Linked DNA regions of Mus musculus: region 2 is linked to region 1. A link is a contact called in public HiChIP or PLAC-seq data. All regions are on one chromosome and are shown on one strand. The core of a region is the stretch at or near the end of the contact, and the rest is flanking DNA. Distances in the headings are between cores, read along the strand shown.

What was found. HiChIP or PLAC-seq counts read pairs in DNA pulled down with a chosen protein or histone mark.
Region 2: a contact with region 1 is called in an H3K27ac HiChIP or PLAC-seq map of double positive thymocytes, with 5 read pairs. The contact joins the promoter of Cyp11a1 here to the promoter of Cplx3 in region 1. A contact is called at or near these places in 5 of 39 promoter capture datasets (the C10 cell line, the HPC-7 cell line, embryonic stem cells and 2 more), 1 of 484 Hi-C or Micro-C datasets (large pre-B cells), 1 of 115 datasets of contacts at active chromatin or transcription factors (double positive thymocytes) and 1 of 9 other capture datasets (liver).

Annotation. Positions count from the first base shown.
Region 1 is chr9:57,604,034-57,610,478 of GRCm38.p6, forward strand. It overlaps Cplx3 (complexin 3), which reads right to left and starts at 2,248. Exons shown (of 3, transcript NM_146223.3): 1 at 1,948-2,248; 2 at 684-771. The coding sequence starts at 2,111. It overlaps Lman1l (lectin, mannose-binding 1 like), which reads right to left. Exons shown (of 13, transcript NM_199222.3): 10 at 5,934-6,001; 11 at 5,129-5,252; 12 at 4,173-4,300; 13 at 3,000-3,247. The coding sequence ends at 3,115. It overlaps Gm32392 (a long non-coding RNA gene), which reads left to right and starts at 2,398. Exons shown (of 3, transcript XR_003948333.1): 1 at 2,398-2,677.
Region 2 is chr9:58,013,004-58,019,458 of GRCm38.p6, forward strand. It overlaps Cyp11a1 (cytochrome P450, family 11, subfamily a, polypeptide 1), which reads left to right and starts at 1,949. Exons shown (of 9, transcript NM_019779.4): 1 at 1,949-2,295; 2 at 3,271-3,426; 3 at 5,191-5,390; 4 at 6,290-6,455. The coding sequence starts at 2,036. RefSeq lists promoters at 533-2,002, 1,051-2,021, 1,497-2,021.

The DNA.
Region 1 (6,445 bases), core at 998-3,497:
CCCATGTAGGTGTAGCATGCTTGTGTGTCAGTCTAGTGCTGCAGCATCTTGGGAAGCACGGGGCAGGAGCTTCCTGAGACAAAGACAGGCATAAGGGGTAGTTGGCTCCTTATGGGCAGACCCATGTAACCTGAAGAGTAGCTTGAGCACTGGAGTAAGCAAGGGCACAGTAGTCACAGGCTTGAGTGCTCCCACCCACTGGTTAAGTCCTTTAGTCTCCCTGAGCTCAGTTTCACAAGCAGTGTCTAGCAGCTCTCTTGAGAGAGTCAGGGGAGAACATGGCTGAGTACCTAGTGCATAGGAGGGAGGAGTCATGGCCTCTCCTCCGACCAGCTCTCCAAATGTAATCAGCAGCCCCGTTAGAGTTCACTCCCTTATAGAGTCTGCTTCCACACTCCTCTGCGTCTCCATGGGCCAGGCTTGACCCAGCTCAGAGAGGTGGAAGTGAAGGAAAAAAGGACTGTTCCCAGAAACACAAACTTGTAAACTTCCAAAGGCCTGGGGTTTGTCTCAGCTCTTGTGAGCATGTTGGTGAATGAATGAATGAATGAATGAATGAATGAAGAAAAGAAATCAAGCACCTTGTGTGATTCTTACGGGCTGAGAGTTGAGGGGTCCTGAGGGAGTCTGAGCTCCCGGTGCTCAGGATCCCAGTAATACCTCACAGGTTAGGCCCTGGATACCTTGGGCAGACGGTATTTGTCTCTGAAGTGACTTCGCAGTGTGGCCCGCTCTGCCTTCCTCTGTGTGAACTGTGCATCTCGCTCCATCCTGTGTGAGAAGAGGATACCAGTTGTGATGTCATCTCAGGGGTTGAGAGAAGGTGTGGGGCCTGCAGAGGAGGGGCTAATATGGTCTGGAAGGAGGCAGTATGGACCTTCCAAACCCCTAGCTGGCCTGTGCCTAGTTAATCCCCTCAGACTAGCAGGCTTAGCTTTTGCCACAACCCACCACCGTGTCCATCCTCTGTGTTCTCCACTCCTGCCAATAGAGAGAGCTGAGTGGGAGGGAGTCTTGTTCTGTCTGAGTCTCTCTCTGAAGATCCTTCGCAATCTCTGACTCAAGTCTCTCTTTGCTTCTCTGACAGGCTGTGTGGAAGGGGCGGTGGGGTTATGTGTGCAGGGGTGTGTGTGGGACAGTCTGGACTTGATCCTAACCTGCTATTTTTGGTATGCCACATTCCTTCCACTTCTGTAAAGTGAGAAAACTTGCAACTCATAAAACAACCGGTACTAAGTTGAGTGACAATAGCTGACATGTCATGAAGATTTGCCACGTGCCAGGCGCTATACTAAAGGGTTAACATGCATTAAGTCATTCAGTCCTCACAGACGTATAGAGCACGTATTGTGATTACCACTTCCAATTTTCCAGAAGGAGAAAGGAAATCACAGAAATGTTAAATGACTTTTCTAAAGTTACTCAGCTAATAAGCAAAGTGAGGATCAGAACCAAGCAACCTCCCCGCAATGTTCAGACCGTCGCTCTCTCTATCTCCACTCTGCCCTAGAACTCTTGCATAGAGTAGGCTCAGTATCTCTGAATACCCCCATCGTGGATCTGTCCCCATGACGCTGAGCCCTGCCAGATGAAAAGTACTTTTCTTACAGCCTCAGGCTCAGAGGAGCCCCAGTTGGAATACATGCGGTTAAGACCAGATCGGATTAAGGGATTACCTATTTCATCAGAGATGCACGTGCACCCTCCCCCACCGCACCCCTACCCCTGCCACACTCTTCACCCTTTCCCCAACCCCCTCTAAGCCAGAGGATGAAGCTGGAACAGGGTCCTGGATTTGAAACGGGATGGCTATAAAATCAGCTCAGAGAGCACCTCTTGCTCTCTTACTATATTTAGGAGAAGTAGAGGGGATCTCTGAGAGGTGGGTGTAGCAGCGTGAGGGTATTTGAGTGAGGGTCACATGAGCGAAGAAGAAATTCCACTTACTTCTCCTCCACCAGTTGCTTCTGATACTCCTCGTACTCTTCTCGGCTCATGCCCTGTGCTTCGGCTGCAGACTTGTCTCCGTCCCCCTTGTCCTCGCCGCCCCCCAGGCTCCCTGTGAGGTTCTTCAGTTGGCCACCCACCATGGACTTCACCATGAACGCCATGGTCTTTTCTGACCACCGCACCAGGCGCCTGGTTCGTCAGCGCCTACTTCAGCACTAAGTCCCGGGGACAGCTCCGGTTGCGAGCTCGCGCCCCACGCTTTGAGCACTGGTCCCTACCTTCCCAAAACCCTCCTCACAGAGGGGGGAGGGTGCGGGGGGGCATGCACGGGGCTGAGAAGCCTGAACCACGTGCCTGCTCCTCACTCCCGCCTTTCCCACGTGCCTTCTTTAGCGCCAGCAAAGCACTGCTGGCTACTGCTGACAGCTGATTAGGGCTTGTGGTGGCGGGGTCCCTGCCCTGGGAGAAGGGGCTGCGCTGAAGTGTGCCTTGGTTCCTGCTTCCTACCCTCCAATGACCTCTTCTCCTGGGTCATCGAGAACCAGGACTTCATCTTGGAGTGCCCGGTAGCAGCAAGGGGCAAACACCCCCACCCTTATGTACCATTCCATCCTCCTCCTCCCCCCACCTCCACTCTACTGACCCTAGCATCTACCTCAAAGTGCTCAAGGCCAGGAAGTGGGGGAGACCTCAGAAGCGCAAGCAGGAATCCCAGTTATATGGTTCGGTGAGTTTGTGCTCAGTTCCTTTGTCACGTGTCTGCCCTGCTGTCCCTAGAGCCTCAGGGAAGGGGAGTATTGTTTGAGGGCACTGAAAAGATGAGCCAGAAGGAAACACAGGGACTTGTCCTTGTCCTTGGTGAGTTTAGGGACAGAATTTTGCACAGTTATCTCCCTTTGCTTCAGTAGTTCAGAGGGAAAGGGTGTGGGGGTATCTGGCTCTTGGCCTCCTTGCCTGCTTGCCTGTTTGCTTTCCTGATGCCCACACAGAGAAGGTAGAAGCTATCAGAGGCTATGTGAGGCTGGGAGATAAATGAGGCTATCAAAACAGCAAGAGGAAAATCACCTTTAATATGATGGACTTGCCAAAAACTGAGATGTGGGCACTGGCTAAATCCTCTATCCCCCATTTTTTTTCCCCAGTAAGACATGGCTTTGAGCTGGGTCAGGCTTGCATGCTGGGGGAGATGGGCTGTCTCCTCAGAACCCCTATCGTCCTGGTGATGGGTAATGCAGGCTCTAGAGAAAGGCTTCCTGTGGACAGGTACTCCTGAAGCCTCTTGTCCAGCTCCTGCCTGCTGTGAGAGAGAAAAGGTTACTTGAGTCTCCCTTCTGAGACCAAGTATTCACACTTGTCTCACAAGACTCAGTGTATGACAGGCTGCCACATTCTGGGACCTTCTGTGTCTCCCTTGATGTCCCATGAAGTCCCCATTTCACCCCGGCATTTGAAGTCTACCTGGGTGGTTTAGTGCCAGAGTTGCACTTCTAGGTATAGGTTTTCTTCTTTGGTTTTTGTTTTTGACAAGATCTCATTGTGTAGCCAGCCCAGGTTGGTCCAGATTTCGGCATCCCTCTACCTCAGCCTTCCAAGAGTTGAGATTAGAGACATTTATTTCTAATCCAGAGCATCGAGATTCCTTGCCCAATCTTGCAAATTGGCCCTGCCCTTTACTTAAACAGTACTCAATGACTGTCTTTTTCCCCCCTAAAGATGTTGTTTTGTTTTGTTTTGTTTAATGCCTCCATGCTTTTTCTGATGCTGTTTCCTCTGCATCAGTGCCTCTTGCCTATCTTGTCAGGCTGAAAAACTCTTAGTCACTTTAATGATCCAAATCAAATATCTTTTCCAGGTCAGTTCCTTGATTCCCCATCCACTCCCCCAACCCAACCCTAAAGATGAATGAATTGCTTTTTCCCCAAGTCTCCAAGCTTCCAGTCATAGCACTGGCGACATAAGGTCTGACTATCAGTTTTCAGATGCTCACTCTAGAGTGAGCTCTGTGGGGCAGGACCAGATGGGACTGGGGCTTGAGAAGGTATCTGTGCTTTGCAAATGCTGTGTCCCTGGTCTACGTTCCGCTCCCAGCCCTCTAGTGAAGTGGGTAGCGCCCGTCTGAGCCTCAGAGTCCCCACTTTCAAGTTCGACAGTTGTAGATGTTCAAGTTCAACAGAACCACTTGATACAGGTAGAATGGGAGTCCTGCCCGTGGGAGGGCCCACCTGAAGTTCACGTAGCAGAAGAAGCCTACAGTCTGGAGTAGGAGGAAGAACAGGAAGATGCTGGTGTGCAGACATGTGGAGGATCCTAGAAGCCAGCCAGATGGGCGAGGGGCCTTGGCTGTCTTCTTCTGAAAGGGAAGTATGAGACCCTGCCTCAGCTTCTAACCCAGGGGAGGGGAGGGGACTTGGAATCTATGCCTTGCATGGTCCCTATTTATCTCCCTCAGGCTTGAGCCATCTTGGCTGTCATCTAGGGAACATGGATAAAGGGCAGTGTCCAAAGCTGCATCTTCCAGTCTCACGTGGATCCATTTGTGGGAATAGTTCATAAGATGTAGGTCCTTAAGTCAACAACAGACTAAAAGCTTAAGAGACAAGAGTGGGGGCTGGAGAGATGGCTCAGTGGGTAAGAGAACTGACTGCTCTTCTGAAGGTCCTGAGTTCAAATCCCAGCAACCACATGGTGGCTCACAACCATCCGTGATGAGATCTGATGCCCTCTTCTGGTGTGTCTGAAGACAGCTACAGTGTACTTATTTATAATAAATAAATAAATCTAAAAAGAGAGAGAGAGAGAGAGAGAGAGAGAGACGAGACGAGAGGGAAGGAGAAGTGGATGCTGAAAGTGAGGGCGAGGGAAAGAGCAAGGAAGGACAGGGACCCAGGAAACACTGGTGCCACCACTGAATTTGAGTGTCCCTTGGCATGGTCTACCCCACTTGCTTTCTGGTCATCGAGGTGGGTTGACCAAGGGGTCTCTGGGTAGTGCTGAGTGGTGGGCCTTCCTCCTGAGCAAGAGAGTGCATAGATGAGATCTGTGTCCCTTCACACCCATGTACGGGCACACATAGGTGCCTGTCAGGCACAGATGCATCGGAGCTGCAGGAGTGTTGGGAGAAGAGCAGGAGAGACCAGATCTCAAGGATGAGCCCCTTGTACTACCCACTACTTCTTACCACCAGACCCCGGAGGTCCTTCTGCAGGAGGCTGAGGATATGGTCCAGTTCAAAAAAGTGATGCTTAGTGCCCACAGGCAGGTAGAAGACGTGTGCTCCTGAAGCCATCCGGGCAGCTGCTTCCCTGGTGGTGCGATGATCCATTACTCTTTTTGATTGTACCCAAATTACTTAATCTTTCTCTATAATCCCCGATGCTCAGTACATGGTAAAGAATAAGTATCATCCATAGAGTCCTGCCTTGGGAGTTGGTGTTTTTACTCTAAAACTTCTCCCCAGAATCTGAGACAACTTTAGCTTATAAAAAGAAGTCTCTATAAGTGTCTGTCTGTGTTCCGGGCTCCCTGGACTCTGCCTTTCATCTCTATCCCGGAGGAATTAACATGCCATGCACCAGGATGGAGGATGTACACCCACAGAACCCAAAATGAGCATGGGGTCTCCCCTCCCCCAGAGCTCCATGGGGCACTTCACAGGCATGGGTGTGCCAGAGTGAGATTCAGGAACACTGGAGGCAAAATGAACTCAGACCACTTCCTCCAAAGAGCCTCATCTTGGCTGTGGGCTTCTTCCAAGAACCTCTATCAAAATATATGCCCTCGGGGGCTGGGGTGATGTTTCAGTGGGTGAGAATGCTTGCTTTGCAAGCACAAGAACCCAAGTTTATATTCCCACTACACACATAAAAAGCCAGGTATGGCTGTACGTGTCTGTAGCCCCAGCATTGGAGGCAGAAATTTCTGATAGAGACAGGATGATAATGGATATTTTCTTCCCTCTCTCAATAACCCTCCTCATCTCTTACCTCATCTCTTGCAGGGCCTGGATCAGGGTCCGCTGTCCATAGAGCAGGGTGCTGACCTTGGCAGTGTTCTATGGGAGGGCCAGCTCTTATCTAGTATTCAGAGGACAGTGGCCCTCTCCTCAGAGTCACCTTTACCATAGATACCTCATTCTTCTTCCAGAAACCTTATTAAATAGCCATGGCGCCCTTCTTTTTGGACACACTGAATCCCCCTGGCACTTGTCCATCTGGGCTTACAGAAGACCCTCCTTCTGCAACAAAGCTGAGATGTTTCCCCCCAAAGGGCCCTCGAGGCTTTCCACAAATCCTTCTCCTTTTAAAACATGTCCCTGTCTCCTTAGGGAGGCAGAAGCCCAACCCAATCCTCTCTGTGCCTTTCTCCTAGGCTGTGGGCCAGCACTAGTTAAAATCCAGTACATGGGTCCAAGTCTGGCAGAAGGACCTGGAGAGGTAGCTGACATTTCTGAGGGTGAGTGCAATCAAGCAAGAGGGGTCCAGGGCCTGAAGGAGGA
Region 2 (6,455 bases), core at 699-3,198, 410 kb after region 1:
ATTCACACCTAGACAGCCCAGCCCAGGATACCCAGCTGTTTTGATGAAAGCCAAGGCTGCTAATTGGCCCAGGAAGTTGAGTCAGATGGCTGCCAACCTAAATTAGCAGGAATGCTGTTCAGGCGTGATGGGTTGTTATCCTTGCTAGAACCCAGTGTAATGAACTTCTGTCCCTTCGCTGACAATATGCTAGTGACAACACAGGGCCATAGGAGTCCAATTTCCTCCCACATTCAGATTCACATTCCCTCTCCTCTACCCCTCCCTCCTCTCCCATCCCTTCCACCTTTTGAGACAGACTCTGATATAGCCCAGGCTGACTTCAAGTTCATGGCCGAGGACCGCTGTGAACTTCCATACCTCATGCCTTCTGCACTGGGGGAAGGGCACGGTCAGGGTGGACTGCCCTCCTCCCACAGTGACAATCCACTTTCCTTCTCACAATCCTAAGGAGGGCAAAGGCTGCACTAAAACTTAGCTTAGGTTTAATTCAATGAACTGGGGTTTTCTTTTTAAAGACACCCTGCTTTTCATAAGGAAAATAATGTGTTAGAAAGACCACAAATTTTTCTTAGCCTTTACGTGGAATAACATTCAATAAAATGGAAAACAAGCAAACCGACAAGAGCTAGGCATGGTTGTGCAACCGTCAATCCCAGCATTCAGGTGGCTCACTGTGAGTTCAAGGCCAACCTGATCTACATAGAGAGTTCCAGGTTAGCTGGGGCTACACCGTGATTCCCTATTAAATCCATGCTAAGGGTGTATGTAGCTCAGTGAGTTTTGACATATGTAAGAGGTAGCAGAAAAAGAACATCCTGAGCTGGATGTGGTAGAACATAGGTACCTGTAATCTCAGCGTTTGAGAGGAAGAGAAAGGAAGGTCACCTAGGCTAGACCATATGGTAAGATCCTGTTTTAAAGGCAAAGGAAGGTTACCTAGGCTAGACCATATGGTAAGATCCTGTTTTAAAGGCAAAAGAAGAAAGTACACTTTCTGTCATAGTGGTGAATGCATATAATCCCAGGACTCAGGACACTGAGGCAGGGGGATCTTAAAAGCATAATGAAAATAAAAAATGCACTAAATCCTGGAGAGATGGTTCAGTGGTTAAGAGCACTGCTAGTGCTTTGACTGTTCTTCCAGAGGATCCAGGTTCAAATCCCAGCACCCACACGGCAGCTCAACTATCTGTAAGTCCAAGATTTGACACTTTCAAACAGACATACATGTAGGTCAAACACCAACGCACATTAAATAGATAAAAAAACAACATAAATAAATACATACATACATAAGTAAATAAAACAATACTTGCTCGTCAGAACATTTTCAAAGAACACGGAGTATGGTTGTTTGTCAAAGAGAAAAAAAAAAGCAGAATTTCAAGAATTAAGGAACTGTACAAGATCAGTTAATAATCAACCATTTGTAAGTCCCAGGAACACAGGAAAGATGTCTGCTGTTCTATAACTGGCCAGGTAGTCAGTTCCTCCAGACCCGTGCATGATCTTAGGCTATCTCTCATCTTAGAGGATATTCGTCATCACCTAGGGGCCAGCAGAAGGCCTTTGTCATGCAAAACCCGCAAGGAATGGAAGCAAACCCAACTATTGCAGAGTCATAAAGGGGCAGGAGCTGAGGTTGAGACCCAAGGGGGGGGGGGCTAGCCATGAGCCAGGAGGTCTAAGCCTCATTTTCTTCCCATGAAAATGGAGATAGCAAAGTTGCCTTTTAATGTGTCTGAAGGATAGTGGTCTTAGGGACCCATAGGGTGGACACTGAGGTTAGAGGCCTGGAGCTGCCTGCCAGTGTTTGCCTAACTCTACTACAGACTTTTCAGACAGAAAGTTCAGAAGTTCTTTCTCTGAGTTTGGGAGGGGCTGTGTGAGCCCAGCCCTCTGGAGGAGGAAGGGGGGAGGTCACCGCTCCATCAGCTTCTCTCTTAGCCTTGAGCTGGTGGTTATAAGTGTGGCTCTGGAGGTTTGGGGCAGAGACACTCGTGCAGCAGGAAGTGGCAGTCGTGGGGACAGTATGCTGGCTAAAGGACTTTCCCTGCGCTCAGTGCTGGTCAAAGGCTGCCAACCTTTCCTGAGCCCTACGTGGCAGGGTCCAGTGCTGAGTACTGGAAAGGGAGCTGGTACCTCTACTAGCAGTCCTAGGTCCTTCAATGAGATCCCTTCCCCTGGCGACAATGGTTGGCTAAACCTGTACCACTTCTGGAGGGAGAGTGGCACACAGAAAATCCATTACCATCAGATGCAGAGTTTCCAAAAGTATGGCCCCATTTACAGGTAAGCCTGGCAGCAGGTGGAGCAGGCACAGGGGGAGGCACACGGCTCCTGCTTCCTGTCTGCCTTTTTCTTTCATTTCTTCCAGGCTGGGGCTGGGGCTGGGGCTGGGGCTGGGGCTGGGGCTGGGGCTGGGGCTGGGGCTGGGGCTGGGGCTGGGGCTGGGGCTGGGGCTGGGGCTGGGGCTGGGGCTGGGGCTGAGGGGATAGTCTTCCCTCATTTCTGACTCCAAGACTTTTTCTACTGGTATAAAGAAGTGTGAGCAAGCAGTGCCCCCCTCACCCACCAACTTTAGCCACCCTAAAAGTCAAGTTTGCTGTCTCTATCTTCAGGGGGAAGGAAATGAGACATTGGTGCCCTGACTACTGGCAAGCCCCGACCAGGCTTTAGCGCCAGCCTCAGCTTCAGGCCCTTTGTGTCTGGGAGCTGAGCAAGAACAGTACACGCTCTTAATCACTGAGCCATCTCCCCACCTTGACATTTTTCTTTAATAGAAGTGAAGGGTGCCATCTCACTTTTGAGGCGAGTGACTACTCTGAATTACAATTCAAGAAGAGCCGGGCTGGCTTGGAACTTGGGAGATACAGGGCATTCACTGTAGAATGACAAGAAAGCCTGCCATGGCTTCAAGCCCAGCAGGACAAGAAGGTTCAGCGTGGAATCGGCATGATTATGAAATGGAAGGATTGGGGTGGGAGTGGGGCTGGTCCTGGGGTGCGCTGTGTGGTGTATGATAGTGTCCTGCCGTCCTTTGGAATGAGTCACAATGTCATAGGAAAATGTGTCATGTTTGGCTCTTCAGCAGCTCCGCAAGACAGATGTCACATCCATTTCCCATCTCATAGGTGACACTGAGGCTCAGCAAAGGGAAGGTCCCAGCCAGAAAGCTGTGTACTGATTGTGTAGAGAGGCCTGGCTGCCCAGGGTGTGTGTTCACGGCTGCCTCAGGTCCAACATCAGCCGCTCTTGTCTTTCCAGGGAGAAGCTGGGCACTTTGGAGTCAGTTTACATCGTGGACCCCAAGGATGCGTCGATACTCTTCTCATGCGAGGGTCCCAACCCGGAGCGGTTCCTTGTGCCCCCCTGGGTGGCCTATCACCAGTATTATCAGAGGCCCATTGGGGTCCTGTTTAAGTGAGTTCTGAGTGAGCCTCGTGTGTGTGTGTGTGTGTGTGTGTGTGTGTGTGTGTGTGTGTGTGTAGGGTGCTGAAGGAAAGTGGTAGGGAGAGGGGTCGGGGGAAAGAGTGGCTCTGCTCATCTTCCTGTTCCATAAGGCAAACGATGGTGACAACAGCCATGACAGGGAAGTGTCCTGCCGACTCCCAGGGGGATGTCAGGCTGAAGTTCTTCATGAATAGTGGAGACTTTGCAAAGTTCTCACTAATTGCTTTAACTATGAAGTGCCACTTTATCAAACACCTGCTAGGTACCAGGCCTTGTGCCAGGTGTTGGCAGTACAGCTGTAAATAAGGGCCTGACAGCCTGAAGCCACTGTGAGAAACAGCGAGATCTGCCACTGAGATATAGATGCTATTTTCTACCAAATTGCATACTGATAAATTTATATATATTTATATATAATTTTTATATAAATATATAATTTATATATAAATATAAATAACATATAAAATATCTATCTATCTATGTATCTGTCTATGTTTCTACATTGATAGGGTCTTTCTACATTATCTAGAACTTTCTAGAAGTTGCTACATAGACCAGGCTGGCCTCAAACAAACATCAGCTTGCTTTGGCCTCCTTTAAAGGTTAAGGACATGTGCCACCACACCCAGTGTCACTGAAACTTTTAAATGTGACTAAATCAAGGGTTGGCAAGGCCCTGGAGCAACTGGAGCTCTCGTGCACTGTGGTGGGAACATGTACCTGGCCTCTGTGTGAACAGTGCTTGGATGTTAACTCCCAAGACCGACTATTACCAGGGCCACGGTGGCTGTGAGTCACACAGTGTTTCTAACTTTAGTGACATGCCATGTCCTCTCAGGGAACAGGGTCATAGGCTAGAATGTTTCTCCAGGCTATAGTTAAAAAAAAAAGAAAGAAAAAAGAAGGAAAGAAAAAGAAAAACCAGGAAGCCTTCTAGCTGGTTGAGATGAAGGAGGACGGTGGACGAGAGAAGGTTGCATATACCTGCCACAATGTACAGGTACAGACTCAGGTCCACGACACGGCTGTCCTGAAATGCAAAACTGAGTGGAGAAGGCAAGTACTCCAAACTCTGACAGGCATTTAGAAACTCTGGAGCTAGCACAGTCTTTTTAGTGTCTTTTAAGAGAGATTCAGTAAAACCATACACAAAAGGGGGAAGGGACCCAGGCTCGGGTGGGGGGCTTCATGTGGAGCAGGGTAGGCTGAAACCATGAGTTTACAAAATTATTTGCCTCCAGACTCTCAACTTTTTAAAAGAAGTTTTTATTCATAGAATTCTATTTGTGTGTATATGTCTGGTAAGTATATGCCATGTGTATACAGATGCCTCTGGGGACTAGGAGAGGGCACCGGATCCCCTGTGGTTGTTACAAGTGGTCCAGAGTTGCCCTATAGGGATGCTGGGAACTGGACTTGATTCCTCTCTAAGAGCAGTGAGCCATCTTGCCAGCTCACAACGTTCTTAAACAAACAAACTCCCCCAAATTACAAAAGGAGCATTGCAGCCGGGCAGTGGTGGTGCACACCTCTAATCCCAGCACTTGGGAGGCAGGGGCAGGCAGATCTCTGAGTCTGAGACCAGGCAGGGCAGGGAGGGAGTAGGAGAGGAGAGCAAATGTTGGGAGGAGGGGAGATGATGTTGCTGCAGGTGCTGGAGCTAGAGAGCCTAGCAAGTCCGTAGGTGCCAGGTGTGGCATCTGTGACCTTGAGGCGGGACCTGTGTTTCTCTAGGAGTTCAGATGCCTGGAAGAAAGACCGAATCGTCCTAAACCAAGAGGTGATGGCGCCTGGAGCCATCAAGAACTTCGTGCCCCTGCTGGAAGGTGTAGCTCAGGACTTCATCAAAGTCTTACACAGACGCATCAAGCAGCAAAATTCTGGAAATTTCTCAGGGGTCATCAGTGATGACCTATTCCGCTTTTCCTTTGAGTGTAAGGATCTTACACATGACTGACTGGCAGGAGCTGGGGGTGGGGAGCCAGCGTTCACCCTTTTACCTTGAGACCCCAGGCCCTGTGCTTGTGTGGATTGGTTTCTTGGACAGACTCTGTACTGTCAGTCTCTCGGGGGTAGTCAAATAGCTCTCATCTGACATTCATGTTGGGGAAGTCCCCAGATCATAGGTTTTCCATGCCACCATCCTCCATAAGCCAGAACTTGGCTTGGCCCTGCATGCTGCAAGTCTCCCTCTCGTAGAAACAGACCTCTGGAGTTGAGCAAGAAAGAGGGGACCTCCTGGGTTGATCTGGGCTGACTGTTGAAGGACACTTAGAAATTATCCAGACTGGGTAAGGCGGTTAGGCGTCATAGACCAGGCATAGAACAGTGCATGCATATGGCTTAGTAGAAGTCATGTGATGCCTGCAGGAGATCTGGGGTACCCTGGGCTTGGTATAAAATTGGCATTCAAATTTTTCTTGTGGTAAGTGAGAAAACTTGAATCTTTTAGTTTCAGCCAGATTGAATCCTGGGTGACTTGGAGACTGCTAACCTAAGTCTCCCAGGCCATGTGTGATGTAGTGATTGCAGTCAGTAACAAAGGGAAATCTCTCCTGGACAGTTCCGTCCTGGCTCAGGTGGAGTCCACTATTCCCATCAAAGCGTCCTGATCAGGGCCGCCCCTATATCCCTCTGAGGGACCTGAATTGAAGCCAGAAGGGCAGTCTTCTTCCATCTCTTGGGGCTCAGGTCTCAGTTGCTTTGCTGGAGGAAGCTAAGGATGAGCAAGGGCCCCTGTGTGTGGTGGGCATGGATGGGGATGGTTCTGGGTGCTGAGGCTCTTGGAGAGCCAGGCTGGAAGAGGGTCCTTAGCCTCAGTCTCTCACTGCAGCCATCAGCAGTGTTATATTTGGGGAGCGCATGGGGATGCTGGAGGAGATCGTGGATCCCGAGGCCCAGCGGTTCATCAATGCTGTCTACCAGATGTTCCACACCAGTGTCCCCATGCTCAACCTGCCTCCAGACTTCTTTCGACTCCTCAGAACTAAGACCTGGAA